Linked DNA regions of Mus musculus: all the other regions are linked to region 2. Evidence: chromatin contacts called from public Hi-C and Micro-C data. All regions are on one chromosome and are shown on one strand. The core of a region is the stretch at or near the end of the contact, and the rest is flanking DNA. Distances in the headings are between cores, read along the strand shown.

Region 1 (5,080 bases), core at 532-3,031, 300 kb before region 2:
GCAACACAAACAGTTGGACCTGATCTCTCTACAAAGTCCATCCATCTACCACTTTTCTCTCTGTCTCCGCTTGTCCCCGAGAAAAACACCCTGTGTAAAAAAAGAAATTCCATGAATTGCCTGGGTGGTCCTCAGCCCCAGGTTCCACAGCACGGCCACTTCATAATCAAGTACTTAATGAGCAACTCTTCAGTTTGAAGTGAAAGCCCCGCAGAGGCATCTGAACCCACCCACACCACAACCCTGCTCCCTCTGCCCAGCATCACCGTAGCCGCACTCCTGGACTCCACACTTCATATTACACCAGTGAGTTTCTGTGTCTTTCCCCTAGACCACACTGGGTCGGTCCCTAGCTCCCCTGGCTAATGCTTGATCAATTACAGATTCTCAAAAAAAAAAAAAAAAAGTAACAAGTTAAGGCCCTGTTTCCAGTCCTCCATCTCTGCCTACACTGCAAACACTTGCATACTAATCTCCCCATCTTCGGTTTAAAATATATGGACCTTTTAAAAAACTCCCAGCATAATGAATAAGCCTAAATATTAGAAATTGAAATTATTAAGTAAATCATTCCACCTGCAAAGCTTCGATTTGCATACCATTAATTCATGATGCCATCTAAAACAAACTCATCACATTCTGTATATTAGAAGCTGATTTATGTAAGAATTGAAGAAAAAAGAATCCCGAACTCAAATTTATGCTGACATGATGTACACAGTCAATGGCGAAAGATTTTTCTTTCCTCCTTTCTACCATTTTTTGGTGTGTGTGTATGTGTGCGCGCGCGTGTGTTTGTGTGTAAATCATTCAAGCAACTGCAATCTAGCAGGAAGGGAAAGGATCTGAGGAATGGACTGACATGTAGTAAGATGCATAATGCAGCTGCCTCCTGTGTGTGTGTGGCAGGCTCCAGGCAGACTTAGCCTCCTCTCTCTCTCTCTCTCTCTCTCTCTCTCTCTCTCTCTCTCTCCCTCCCTCCCTCCCTCCCTCCCTCCAGTTATTAATGTCAAGTATGCCAAAGATACGCTGGAAAATCATTACCATTCATCGCCACTAACCGCCATTAAACTTCAATCAATTCAACTTAGCACAAGTGTACTTGAGCGGCCCTTACAGTTTCTTATAAATGAGGCTCCAACGTCGGCCTGACTTATTTCATTGTCCAAGGCACAAAGACAGGGCGTTAAGCAGGGGCTGAAAGGGGCCTATGCGAGGCCCTGCACGATGTTCTTTTAAACATTCTGTCCTAAGTGTTCAAAGATCTTTTTATGCAAGCTGAGAGGTCAGGACGAATGGGCATGGCCAGGAGAAGAGCCCGTTTCTTCCTAGCTTTGGGGCCTTGCGAGCTACACACTACAGATGTCTTAAGGAAAGTTTCAAACACCCCTGAAAGTTTAGCAACCGGATCTCTCTCTCTCCCCCCTCCCTCATCAAAGGCTCCGATTCTCTAAACTTGAGCATCTGCGGAAGGCATGAGGAAGGAGACCAAGGTTAGGGACACCGTGTCGGCCCCGGGCTCAGGTGGGCACTATGCCCCAGGCGGGCGCCAGGACTTGGCCCTCTGGCCTTCTTCCTTCCCAGCCACGAGCAGGGCCACGAGCAGGGTCCCGGGCGGCTCCCGCCATCCGCCGCAACAATGTGGCCATTGTTTGCGCGCGCGGAGCGGGCGGGCGCGCAGGTGGGAGGCCGCGGGCGCTCGGGCACGGAATGTTCCCGGGACCGGGCGCGCTTGGCGCCGCCCGGACACGCGGCCTGCGCGGCCCCACCGGGACGGCGGAACCTCGGAGGGGCGGGGCGGGAAGGGATGGGGCGGGGCAGACGGGCGGGGGTGGGGCGGAGGAGGGAGAGACAAAGAGGAGCAGGGGAGGAAAGGAGGGATGAAGAGGGTATGGGAAGGGGGGCAGGGGAGAAGAAAGTGGAGACAAGAAGAAGAAAAGGAACGATGGGGAAAAGAGAGAGGAAGTTAGGAAGGGGAGAAAAGGACAGAAGAGATTGAAAGGAGGGAGGGAGGGAGGGAGGGAGGGAGGGAGGGAGGGAGGGAGGGAGAGAGAGGGATAAACCGGGAAGAAAGAATAAGTGAGACACCCAGCAACCCAGAAGTATGAGGGCCGAGTAAGACGAGGAAAGAGCAAGAGTTCACCCTCATACAGAAAAAGGACTCCAAGCCCTGCCAAGTCAGCAGCTTTAATCACACCCGGGGCTTTGCCTAATTACAGGGTGAAAGCCAGGTCTAGAGGTAGGGAGATACTTAACTGTGTCCCAGGGAAAGCAGAGGGCAGAGACAGGCTGTGCAACTGTCTCTCCTCCACCCATGCCAACCCCTCAGAGCCTGGATCCTGGAGGAAAAGGCTGGGGGGCTGCAGCAAGACTGGCCACCGGCCTCTGAGACCCCGGGTTTTACGTTCCCTTGAGTGGGAATCCAGTCTGTATAGGGACCACCCTCTGGCCTTCCTGAGTTCTCTCACTGGAGGACTGGGACCCTCTGCACCCAAAGAGGCGATTCAATCCTAGCCCCGGGCTGATAAATTAAAAAGTTCTCTTTATTTCATTTGCTGGTTTGAGGTTCATTAAATTTTCCACAGATTCGCAGAGACGAAAGCAGTCAATAAACTCGGACAAAAGTGCCCGAACCAAAAAGGGCAGAGAATTGGGAAAAGGCAAGATAAAAGTGTTATCTGATCCCAGATCCGCAGGCAGCAAAGGAGCAGGGACTGCCGCAAGAATCTCAATGGGCCATCACCCTTCTCAGCGTGCCTCCCGTTAGTACCAACTCCTCATTCAACACAAAAGCCAAAGCACTAAAAGTGGTTTTCTTATGCTAATGTTGAAACCCAGCACTCAGTTAAAACACACTGTCCAGAAACAACCTGCCTTTTTAAAAGACACACATGTGAAACACACACGAAAGAAAGGAAGAAAGAAAGAAAGAAAGAAAGAAAGAAACCCACGTTGATTCGTTCTATTTAAACCCAAGTCCCGAAAAAAGAAAAAAAAAATTAATGGGTCCTGTCTGGTCACATCTTGAAAGAGTTATTTCCCAGCTCATGTATGATACGTAACAAGCCAGAAGGAAAACCTAAGTAGAAACAAGACTTCTTCAGTTGTTGGAAGGATTCAGGACAGTAAGCCTCTCCGAGAGAGAGGTCATCTCCCTGGGTTTTCCCAGGATTTAAAATGTGTGTTTTAAAAGTGACACTTTTGTCACCCTCAAAAATCTAAAAACAATGGCCAAAGTTTTCATTTTCTAAGTCCTTTACATTTTCCACAAGCCTTCAGATTTGGAAAAAAAAAAAAAAAAGACAAGTGCTGAGTATGGATGGAGCTGTGTTTACTTGAAAGCCACAGAATCATAGAGAAGGTGGTCTTCTTTACTCTAAGATCCTATCGGTCAGCTGACAGCCACTGCTGCTAACCTCAGTCCATACCTATCAGCAAAGGACACCAGAGTACTTATTCTCTTCCCCTAAGTTCTTTAAAAATGAGAGCACGCTGGGCACTAAGTATCTGGGTAGCCTGGCTGCCGACCCAGTCACCGACTCTACCCCTCCTGGTGTTCTAGAATCTGAGAACACAGTCTTTAGTTGGCATTCCTCACATGTCCATGCCTCTGATGCTTAGTGAAAAGAAGAAAGGAGGGAGTTGCTTCCCTGGGGTTCCCTTTCAATGGGCCCTGGCCCAGCAGCTGCAGCTGTCCACAGTGAAGTCCACCTGGCCTCTGGCCCCTGATGTGCCAGTTAACAGGCTACAGGTAGACCTCCCACCCAAGACCCCCGCCTAAAGACACAGGGAAAGCAGCCCCACCTTGTTCCCTGCGGTTTGCACCAGCGAAGGCCAGCTGCACCCACAAGGTTTTAGGACTCTGTTTTTGAGCTTTAACAAGCCAGCTGGGTGTGAGGGGTCACAGCCGCATTCACAGTGCATACAACAACCTCATGGTCTCATTTAAAGGGAACTGCTAGTGTCTGGGCACTGAAGTTTTCCGGGAGTGGAATGCTGAGGGAAGAAGAGTACTTAGTGTAGGCAAATATCCAATTTTGTCTGCCTGCTTGCAGACTGTCCCGGATTCACTAATCCAGCCCCAGGGGCTGCACTGTGTACAGGGCTCTTGTAGAAGTACAAAAAAAGAGTGAAGTATTTGTGTATTTTTCAGGCTGCAGTGCAAACAAGCCAGCTACAGAACACAGCCCCTGAGACCCCCACAGCAGCTAGGAAATGAGCCTGTGACCAGTAACCACACACACACACACACACACACACACACACACACACACAAACACACCCTCTTACAATTATGCAACTCAAAAGCACACCCTCTTTGATTGCTCAGTGCTCAATGTTCTTCCAAGCCTGCAAGGCCCAAGGAACATCCTGAGAAAGTGAAGCTAACTCCATATACACTTCAAGGTGGTCCTCCTTCCAAGCAAGCCCGGCTTGAATTTGGGAGAAGACCTCAGTGAGTCTGAATTCTGTGCATATTTCCACCATCTCAGTTCCCACCTAAGCACAGAAACAGATCTATCAATCCCAGTCCCAGTTCGTTCATGGAGGAGTCCAGCCCTGGGTGGGAAGATACTTGCTTCCCATCGGCCTCTCCCACAGATACAGGACAAAGACAAGAGCAGATCTCCTACAGGGCACAGTACACAGAACCTTCTTCTGTGTGTTGTGACTCTAAGCCCCCTAGAATCAGGAAATACCTCATGACATTTGGGGGCATCCTAAGTCTCCCTAAACATAATTAATGTTAAAACTCATCAGGTGAGCTTTCCATACAGCAGGCAGCGTCTGAGTAGAAACTGTATCCTGAAGAGGCCATACCCAACTCTTGGAACCCTCTAGAGAGAAGGAGCTGGTTGGAGAAAGGGAAAGCAAGATGTAGAGACTCTAGGAGTGAAGCCTTTAGCAGGAGGGGTCTGCGTGGTTTAGATTAGACATTCTGGGATTAGTGCCCAGGATAGAACAGAAGCTGGGAGAAAGCAAGAGCCTCAAAACTCAAAGCGAGTAAGCATCAGGAATGTTTCCTCCTACTTGGGGGAGACCAATCCAGGTAGGAACACAATGTATTCCCTCCCCAATT
Region 2 (5,016 bases), core at 1,062-3,561:
GGTGGGCAGCTGGTGGGATGGGTGGCTGCTGAGTCTCTCCTTATTTTTGTTATTTGTTGAGGAAGAATTGGGTCACCTGGCCTGGGGCCCACAGAAGCGGTGTCCCTAACAGGACCCAGATCAAAACAGATGAATCACTTATAGGCAGCCTTCGTGAGCCAGCTGCTACAGGGAATGAGGATAAGAGGGGTGGAGCAGGGTGGACACACATGCCAACGCCAAATTCAGGCTATGGGGACACCCTGGGGAGCCACTATGCAGTCAAAACAGAGCCTGCCCCAGATGGGAGCCGGTCCACATCAAGAGGAAGAGCCTGGGGACTCTTCCAGAAAGCAGGTGTGACTCATTAACTGAGCACATACTAGCAGCCCAAGGGTGTCCCAGAAATCAATCCAGGACTGGAAAACTCTGGGAGTGAGGGTTGGCCTCCACTATAAGAAAGGAAATGAGAAATGGAGGAGGGAAATGACTGACCCAAGGTCATCCAGCTGCAAGGGGCTGAGTCCAGCCTCTGGGTTCCCACCTGGCTGGTACATATGGCCTCAGGGAGATCCTGGCCAGCATGGGCCAGATCTGGGAACAGACAGCAGGAAGGATGGCTTCCTGGGCACCTGCAGAGGATGCAGCAACAGAAGAGGGCCCTGGGACACTTTAACTGCAGCATCCGGGAGTCCTGGGACTTGGTCACTGCGACCTTACTTTTCTTATATGTCCAGCAGGGCCTTCCTCTCTGGGCCTGAGCTTCCTCCAACATCTTTCAAGAGTCAGTTCCACTTCTGGCCATCTTGGGGACTGTACTCAGACCTTACATGCAAGTACCTTGCATGGCTACTTCTCTCACAAGCTGAGTCATCTTACCGGCCCATATTCTGGTATCTTGGGTTGTGGCTCAATTCGTAGAGTACTTGTTTAGTGTGCACAAGGCCGCAAGCTCTGTTTCCAGCATCACACAAGTCAGACCTTGTGTAGCCTGACATCCCAGCACTCAGCAGGTAAAGGCAGGAGGATCAGAAATTCAAAGTCATCCTTGACTGCATGAGTGTGAGGCCCAGTGAACCCTTCTTTGCAGAATGACTTACAACCACCAAGAAGAGTGCAGGAGCAGGCAGGAGCCCCCATTCTTCCAGACTGTCCATGGGCACTCTGGTGTTTTTGGTCACCCCACCAAGGTGGGGCAACAACCACCCAACTCCTGGACAGCTTGAGGAACTAAGAACACAGGGGTACTCAGCGGCAAGTGGCAACTATTGTGTTGTTAATGATGCAATGTTCCAGCCATTATCTACTTTAAGGCAGCATGCTCCCAATGCTAGCAGCCTGTGTCTAAGAAAACAGAGGACAGGCTCATAGGTCCTGAACACCTTCCCTGGAACAGGGCACTTGTTATCATTCTATGGACAAGGACACTGAGAAGTAAGGTGTCTCCCCCAAGGTTACCATTCTCACATTAGTGTGAACTTGACTTAAACACAGGCTGTATCTAAAGTGTTGTGTGAGCTTGTATGAGCCTGTACACACACACACACACACACACACACACACACACACACACACACCTCACAGGTTCTCATTACGGCGGTAGGTACGGGTGTAAGATGAATATATCTTCAGGGCTCTCTGGATTGCTGTGCTGGGAGTCAATGCTGTCAGAGAATGAAACTTGCCAGGCACAGAGTCTTCCCCACTGGTATCAGCCCAGCGTTGAGTGTTCCCTGAAGGCAGAGCGGGCGGTAAGGTCCTGCTACCCGATCTTAGCACCATCGCCTGCATAGGTAGCCATGGCTCAGCAAGTGGGCTGTAGACAGTCGACCCAGGAGCTCTTGGAGACTAGCCTAAGGACACTAGTCTGTGACTCAAGGCCTGGCTCCTGAGGTCAAGGGCTGCTGGGGTGGGGGCCCAGAATGCTTCTGGGACTCTCCTTCCACAGCAGCTAATTTATTGTGATGCAAAAATCCGGCTCCAGGGCGGGAAGCGAAGCTTCGAGCCAAGCACGCTCCCATCCTGTTCCCTTCCACATATTTTCAGTATTTATTGTCCCCATATGTGATGCTGAACATTCAAAAACATGTTGCTGAGATTCCTCCAGAAAGGCCTGACATTTCACAATATCCCTCCGATGCTTGGGATTACTGCTCAGGAGGAAAACGTGGTTGATTCAAAACAGATTGGGGCAGGAGAAAACAATGGCGGGGCCTGTGGAGAGACCCCCAGGTCCACCACAGCAGAAAAAGGACGGAGGAGCCCTAGCTGTGCGAGCTCCCATCAGAAGCCCAGAGCCAGGGGCACTCAGGAGGCGTGGCCAACTTGATGCTCCACAACTGCTGGATCAACAAGGGCTGGTGTTGGGGCTCGCCTGGGAGCAGGCGCTTCCGTCCTACACCGCGTAGCAGCTCTTCCCTGATTTACAAAAGGAGATAGTGAGCTTATGCTCAGCAGGCTAGTCAGTCAAGGGCTGGGGCAGGCTTGTCAGTTAAGGTTTTCACCCCCAAAAGCTATGTTTGTTATCATTCTGTTTGGAGAGGTATGTACTGTACTGTAATATAGTGCCGTGTACATGTAGTGTGTACACAGACAGAAGTCAGAGGAAAATGTCAAGTCAAATGCTTTATTGCTCTCTATCGTAGTCCCTGGAGACAGTCTTCTCACAGAACCTAGAGCTAGGCCAGCAGCCAGCAAGACCCAGTGATTCTCCTGTCCTGGCCCTCAAAGCACCCGGCCTCCTGGGCACTGGCAACCTAGAGAGAGAGCATAGGATCCTACTACCTGACCCCTTCCCAGCTCCCACTACCTGGAGGCAGGGAGCTGTGTGGGTTCTGAACTCTACACTGTCACACAGACAGCACACCCTTTCCCTTTCCACCCCAAGAGTGGGACCATACACTGCAGCAGTGCTGTGCCCTCCTCTGGTGCACAAAGAGAAAGGTGTCACCTCAGACCTTAATCTTTAAGACCAATGTGTCGTGGCATCAACGAGTGAGCACCTATATTTGTGACTTTTCCTGTTGCTGTGACATGATGCCTGACAGAGGCAGCTTCGTGGAGGAAGGGTTTATTCCAGCTCACAGGCCATCATGGCGGGGAAGGCACGGCAGCGGGAGCGGGAGGCGGCTGCTCACACGGCATCCACAGTCAGGCTGCAGAGAGATGGATGCTGGTGTCAGCTCACAGTCTCTGTTTTATTCAGTCCAGGACCCCAGCCCATAGACAGTGCCAGCATGTTCAGGGTGAATCTCTCTACTTCAGCTTACCTAATCTGGAACCTCCCTCACAGACGTACCCAGAAATTTGTCTCATATTTCACAAATTTTGACATATTTCACATATTTGACAATTGAGATTAACTAATGGGAGGCAGAGAAGTAGCTTTAGTGGATCAGAGCATTTGCTATACAAGCACAAGGACTCAGGGACTGGGTGAGGAACAGAGGCAGGAGGATGGCTGGGACTTGCTCACCAACAACACATATGGGTTGGAATTCCAACCCATAAGAGGCAGAGGCAAGAGGATTACAAGCTTGTGTCCAGTCTGGGGTATATAGCATGGAAAAGAAAAGGGGGGAGGGGCAGTGAAAAAGAACACAGGAGAGGAGAAAAATGAAAGCCATACCAAACCTGTTGCCCAGAGGCCCGGTCAGAAGGCAGATCGCCAAAATGGGAACAAAAGGTCTGTCACACCTGAGCCTGATGTGACAACAAATGTCAAAGGACATGTTGAGTGGACCCAGAAGCGACCTCACAGAACTCAAGCTTCTTATGCCATACACCTTTGCCTGCTGCTACTTAGCAAGTCCCTTGGACTGTGTGACTAAGCCAGACCCCATGAGACCCTGCTCCAGTCTGGGCAACAGACCTCAGGTAAGGTGGTCAGGCCTTGTGGAAAAGCAGAAACGTAAGGTAAAACAAACATGTAGACGGCTCAGAATATCAGATTGCTGGTGAATGGGCTAGAGATATGGCTCAGGTATAAAGTGCTCGTTGCGCAAGTCTGAGAACCCCAAGTTCAACCCCTGAACCTCATTTATTTTTAAAAAAAAAAACAGGAGGAGTGGCACACCTGTTTCTTTAAAGATTTTTAATTTTTTAAATTAAAACTTTAGTTATTTTTCTAGTTTTAACTCTATCATGGATTTTTTGGAGGTTTGGTTGGTTGGTTGGTTGGTTGGTTGGTTGGTTGTATTTGATCATAAAAAATACATTTGATACTAAAAGTGAAGGCTTCACAGTGGCCTTCAGAGGCCAGAAGAGGGCATCAGATGCCTGGAACTGGAGATATAGGCTGTTGTCAGCCCTCGTGTGTGTGCCGGGAACTGAACTTGTTTACCTCTGGAAGAGCAGTAACCCTCATAAGCACGGGGTCACACTCCAGCTTGTGGTAACATACTTACAATCCCAGTTAGCAAGCTCCAGGTAAATGTGAGAGAACCTGTCTCATTAACACAGGACTTTACCTGAAGGTTACACCTCTGCCCTCCACATATATGTGTGCCCACATACATACCTGCACGAACACACACACACACACACAGGTACAAAAATTGTGGTAAATAGGTGCATGATACACCAATTTTTAGTATATCTCAGGGGCTAGTGGGGTGGCTCAGAGGAGAAGGTACTTGCCACCCAAGCCTCATGACCTTAGTTCAGTCCCTGTAGAAGGAGAAAACGGACTCCATCAGGTTGTATCTGAATGGCGTACACACAATCACCCACCAGCATCACCCCACCCCACCCACGCACCCTGACACACAAAAGGTTATGTAAGATGAGAAGAATGGTGGGAAGAAAGAAGAGCATTCCCTCCACGCAATTTATCTCAATGTGTCCGATGTACATTTAACGGTTTTGCTCATTTAAATCGCCCTTCCTTGCAAGGTCAGGCCTTGCCATTTAGCTTCTGTTACTTCTGGTGTCACCAGAAACTAAAGGCCAATGAAGGCCGCCTGGCAGCGTACCCAGGCCGAGGGATGCCAAGTACTCAAAGACCCTGCCGGAGACTGAGGAGAGACAGGCCGCCAA
Region 3 (4,640 bases), core at 2,119-4,618, 270 kb before region 2:
AACTAGCTGTGAGTCCATCCAGATTTGAGTTTGAGAGCAACGGATGGAACCTCTCAGGGTTTAGAACCGCAGAGAAGAACAAACACCCGCCCAAAGACAAGTCAATGTCCATGCTCACTCTTTATCAATAGTTCAGACCCTCCGAAATATTGTTTATTTTTAAAGTTGTGGTAACTACAACACATACGATGTATTATTATCTTCCCTGCTGTGTGTGTGTGTGTTTGTGTGCATATGGCCTGTGTATGTGTATGGCTGAGTCAGAGGTCAACTTTGTGTGTCATTCTCAAGATGTATCCACCTTGTTTTTTCCTGTTTTCAAATAGTTATCTTATTTGTGTGTGTGTGTGCATATGCTTGTGTGTACTAATGCACATGTGAATGTAGGAGCCTGTGAATGCCAGAGCCTCAAGATCTTCTGCAGTTAGAATTACAGGTGTTTGTAAGTTGACCAAATTCAGGCCCGCTTTGAAAGCCTCATGTTCCTGTCAGTGCCAAGCCATCTCTCCTGTTTTTTGAGACAGGCTCTCGCATTTTAGTCTGAAACTCTCTGACTGACGAGGCCACTTGTTCCAGAAGTCCTCAGGATCTGTCTGCTTCGGCCTCACCAGGGCTAAAATTACAAAACTTTTTACACACGAGTCCCGGAATTTAAAGTCGGGTTCTCAAACATGTTACCCACTGAGCCCCCTCCCTGTTGTCCTGTCTTACTCCCTCGTAAGTGTGTCATTCTATGGTGACACAGCCATGTGGTTAAAAACTAGAGTCTCCATCCACCCATGAAATCGTCATCACATCAAAGTGAGACTGTATTGGCTCCTGTCCGTTGGCAGAACTGACGAGAGGGTTCACCTGGGAAGACAGCGACTGCTAAACCTGACAGCCTGAGTTCTAGCCTTAGGATGAACATGCTACAAAGAGAGCAGTGACTCTATTTCTTGGAAGTTGTCTTCTAACTTCCATATGTGATCTGGCTTTGTTATCCAGGCTGGCTTTGAACTCCCCTCTGCTCCCAGCTTCCACACGGCTATGCCTGGCTTCTTTTCATTTTCCTTTTGTTTTTGTTTTTTTAATTTATTATTTTTAAATTTAACTTATTCATTCAACGTATGAGTGCTCTGATGCATGTACCCCCACATGCCAGAACCACATGCAGGAAAAGAGGGCATCAGATCCCTTTTATAGATGTCTGTGAGCCACCATGTGGGTCCTGGGATTTGAACTCAGGACCTCTGGTAGAACAGTCAGTGCTTATAGCTGTTGAGCCATCTCACCAGCCCCTTTTCTTTTGTTTTATGTATCTTCTAGATGTATGTTCCTGTGTCACAGAGGTCGGAAGAGGTCTTTAGATCCCCTGGGACTGGAGTTACAGACAATTGTGAGCCACCACGTGGGGCCTGGGAACTGAACCCAGGTTTACAGCAAGAACAAGTGTTCTTACCCACTGAGCCATCTCTCCAGTCCTTAAATTGTAAATTAAATTAATTACTATTGTGGCACGGGGACTGCAGGGTACAATATTCGTGTGGAGGTCAGAGGACAACCTAGTGGTGTTGGTTCTCCGCTTCCACCTTAACGTGGGCTACTGGAATCCACCTCAGGTCTCTAGACCTCTGCCCATCTCTGGTTCTGCCCCTCCCTTCCCTTTCCTTCCTCTCTCTTCCCTGCCCCCCTCCTTTTCTTTCCTAGACAAAGTATCAGAGGGCTCAGGCTGGCCTCAAACTCACATGTAACCAAGGGTAACTGTTGGTTCCTTCTCCCACCTCTGCCTCCAGAATGCCAGGGCCACAGATAGAAGCCAACTTAAGCTGAGCGCTTTCTCAGTGGCGGATTGGGCCAGCCCTTTCTGGTTTTATTCTTATTTTAAAAGTAATCATCCCAGTGTCCACGAGAAAGATTCCTACTGTCACCACCCAGCATCCCAGTAGTAAACAAAAGAACAAGGGTCAAAGAAACCAAGTTTCAAGGTGAGGCCTGCCAATTACAAACTCTGTGAAGAGGGCAGGTGGTGCTGGGGACTCCTCCTGGCAGCTACTGGCTGAGGCGTTGGCTGTTGTACAAGAAAGAGCACGCACAGTGGAGCTCACATTGCACTTCCCAGAAGCAGGAGGCAGTGAGAGGATGGGAAGAAGAAGGGTCTGGTAGACGGAAGGAAAGCCTTTCCTTATATCGCAAATTCTGGTTACGCAGTACCAGTGATATCTCCAGCTGGCCTTCATCTCTCCTGTCTGTCTGCCACCTGTGGTCTCTTGCTCTTTTCCTTATGCTACCACTAAAGAAGTCCCACACACGGTCAGGAAAAGCTGGTATTCTGACTCAGTGCTGCCACCCAGTGGCCCAGTGGAGGGCAGCACTTAGCCTCTGTGGAACCTGGGCTTTCTCCATCATCACAATACAACAACAACAACAACAACAACAACAACAACAACAACAACAAACCGGCTTTGTGGTGATGCTTGCCGTTGATCTCGGAACTCTGGATGCAGAAGCAGGCAGATCTCTGTGAATTCCAGCCCAGCCTGGGCTACATTGTGAGATCCTATCTCAAAATAAGTAACAATTGGACTGGAACTAGATATTCTGGATGCTACAAATGGAATAAACATAGTGTCTGCTTTTAAAACATATTATTATTATTATTATTATTATTATTATTATTATTATTATTAATTGTGTGTGTGAGAGAGACAGATAGACAGAGACAGACAGACAGAGACAGAGACTGAGACAGAGCGTACCATGGTGCATATGTGGAGGTCAGAGGACAGCTTTATGGAGTTGGTTTTCTTCTCTTACCTTTAGCTCTGGGGAAGGATTTCAGGTCCTGAAAGCTCTTTTGCTTGCTGAGCCACCTTCTTTCCACCTTGTCTTCCCTCCTCCCCCCACCCCCCTTTCATGAATGAGGACATAGAGTGGCTTCTATAGCCTGCTAGACCTGGAAATCTTGTCTCCACCCTTGCGGGGCCACCCACCTCAGAAGCTTCCATCAGGGTTTCCTGTGGCCCAGGCTGGCCTAGAAATCACTGTGTAGCAGAGGATGACCGTGAACCGCCCATCCTGCCTCTACCTCCCCAGAGCTAGTGTAACAGGTGTGTGCTACTGTGTCTGGTGGGACTGAACCCAGGGCTTCCTGCATACCAGGCAAGCTTTCTACCCTCTGAACTGTTTCCCCGCCCACCTAATGCGCTGCTTGGAGTACTGTGGATACCGCACGGATACCTCCTAGTTGCTTCTACAGAAAGGAGTCAGAATGCTTCATGGAACTCACCCCATGCAATTGCTTTGTTCTCTCTGTGTTTAGGGTCCAGACTCACTTGGAGGGATGGCGCCCGAGGACCACTGTGGAAGACGCTATTCTTGGTTTTCTTCTGCCCTCTGGTGGTGTAATTTGAAAAGACACTAGTGAAGGCCGACTGAAGTGGGTGTCCTCAAAGGGCTGGGGCAGGATTTCCAGGGTCCACAGGTATCAGAAGCCTCTCTATGGTCCCACCCTTCACCAGCCTCTTAGCTATTTCCGGAGCTCTCAGCAGGACCTTTTGTTTTTCAGGTCTTCTACAACTCTTCCAGAGGAACAGACCAGCCAGGGGCTGTGGGCACAGGAAGCTTTGGGCCTGTCCTTTCCCAGTGCGTCTTGTGTGGTCAGAGCCCAGGAGGACCTCAGCAGAGGAAAGACAGGTGGGCAAGAAAGCAATGAGGAGCCTCCCTTGGGGGGTGTCTGCTTCCTGTACACTTTGTTGCATTTATGTGTGTGTGCATATGTGTGTGCTTTCACGTATGAGTGTATATGAGTGCATGAGTGTGTGTGTGTGTGTGTGTGTGTGTGAGTGAGCGTGTGTGCATATGTGTGTGTGTGTGATTCTCAGTGTACTGCTGTATTGTTTTCTAGGTCCTTCAATGAATATGATATAGCTACACATAGACACTGCTTGCGGGCAATCTTGCACACGCGTATTGAGTGTGGAGCTGTTGGCGAGGTGTAGAAAGAGTGTCATTGCACTCTGTAAGTGGTCAGTAGCTCTCATTCCACTAAGAATAAGAACTATGCAATCCCAGTGTGACAGCCAGAACTAAGGAAGCGAGCAAGCTTTATTAATACATAACCCCCCTCATGCTCGAGAATATTTACCATTCCAACCGTGTTCAGATTTTCAGGTTACTTAGCAAGTATCCCCCACCTCCACTTCCTGAAACAGAGTCTCCAGGGTAGCCATGGGTAACCTTTGGATTTGTGGTCCTCTTGCCTCTGCGCCCCGAATGTTGGGATTACAGTACGGGAATACCTTAGGCCAACCCGAGTTAGGAAAGGGAGGCAGAGTCTCCAGTTCTGAGATGCTGCAGGAAGGAGTACAGTGAGTTCACACTTGGGAATGAATTGCTCGCATATGATACAGGCGAAGAAGTTTGACAGATTAAGGTCCCTATTAAGGCCCACCAGTGGCGGTGGGCATGCAGCATCCGTAGGGAACAGCGTGTAGGTGTCTCACTGATGGGACTCTGTTGTGGCAAGGCCCATGGGGACCCCTCCCATGTGGCAAGGACCTGTGGTGAATTTGGAGGCCTCTATGCTTAGTACCTAGATTGCGTGTGTTTCGAGCTCTCCTTGCTCGCCCTATGCTGTCTACACTCAGTGATACTTAGTT

The links. A called contact is a pair of places that touch in the nucleus more often than the background predicts.
Region 1: a contact with region 2 is called in a Micro-C map of embryonic stem cells, with 3 times the contacts expected there. The contact joins two enhancer-like sites. A contact is called at or near these places in 1 of 484 Hi-C or Micro-C datasets (embryonic stem cells) and 1 of 115 datasets of contacts at active chromatin or transcription factors (embryonic stem cells).
Region 3: a Hi-C map of embryonic stem cells shows a contact between it and region 2, with 4 times the contacts expected there. The contact joins two enhancer-like sites. A contact is called at or near these places in 20 of 484 Hi-C or Micro-C datasets (embryonic fibroblasts, embryonic stem cells, liver and 3 more), 4 of 115 datasets of contacts at active chromatin or transcription factors (all in embryonic stem cells) and 1 of 9 other capture datasets (embryonic stem cells).

The regions. Positions count from the first base shown.
Region 1 is chr1:119,046,425-119,051,504 of GRCm38.p6, forward strand. All of the region lies in intron 1 of Gli2 (GLI-Kruppel family member GLI2), which reads right to left. Among named protein-coding and RNA genes, the nearest start is that of Gli2, 4.7 kb to the right of the region's middle. Within about 2 kb of position 1,782, at least 125 of the 459 cell types and tissues checked have an H3K27ac peak or open chromatin away from gene starts, as enhancers often do. A contact at or near this core is called in embryonic stem cells, where this site is marked.
Region 2 is chr1:119,346,705-119,351,720 of GRCm38.p6, forward strand. No RefSeq gene overlaps it. Among named protein-coding and RNA genes, the nearest start is that of Gm33388, 44 kb to the left of the region's middle. Within about 2 kb of position 2,312, at least 43 of the 459 cell types and tissues checked have an H3K27ac peak or open chromatin away from gene starts, as enhancers often do. A contact at or near this core is called in embryonic stem cells, where this site is marked.
Region 3 is chr1:119,080,478-119,085,117 of GRCm38.p6, forward strand. No RefSeq gene overlaps it. Among named protein-coding and RNA genes, the nearest start is that of Gli2, 29 kb to the left of the region's middle. Within about 2 kb of position 3,369, at least 18 of the 459 cell types and tissues checked have an H3K27ac peak or open chromatin away from gene starts, as enhancers often do. A contact at or near this core is called in embryonic stem cells, where this site is marked.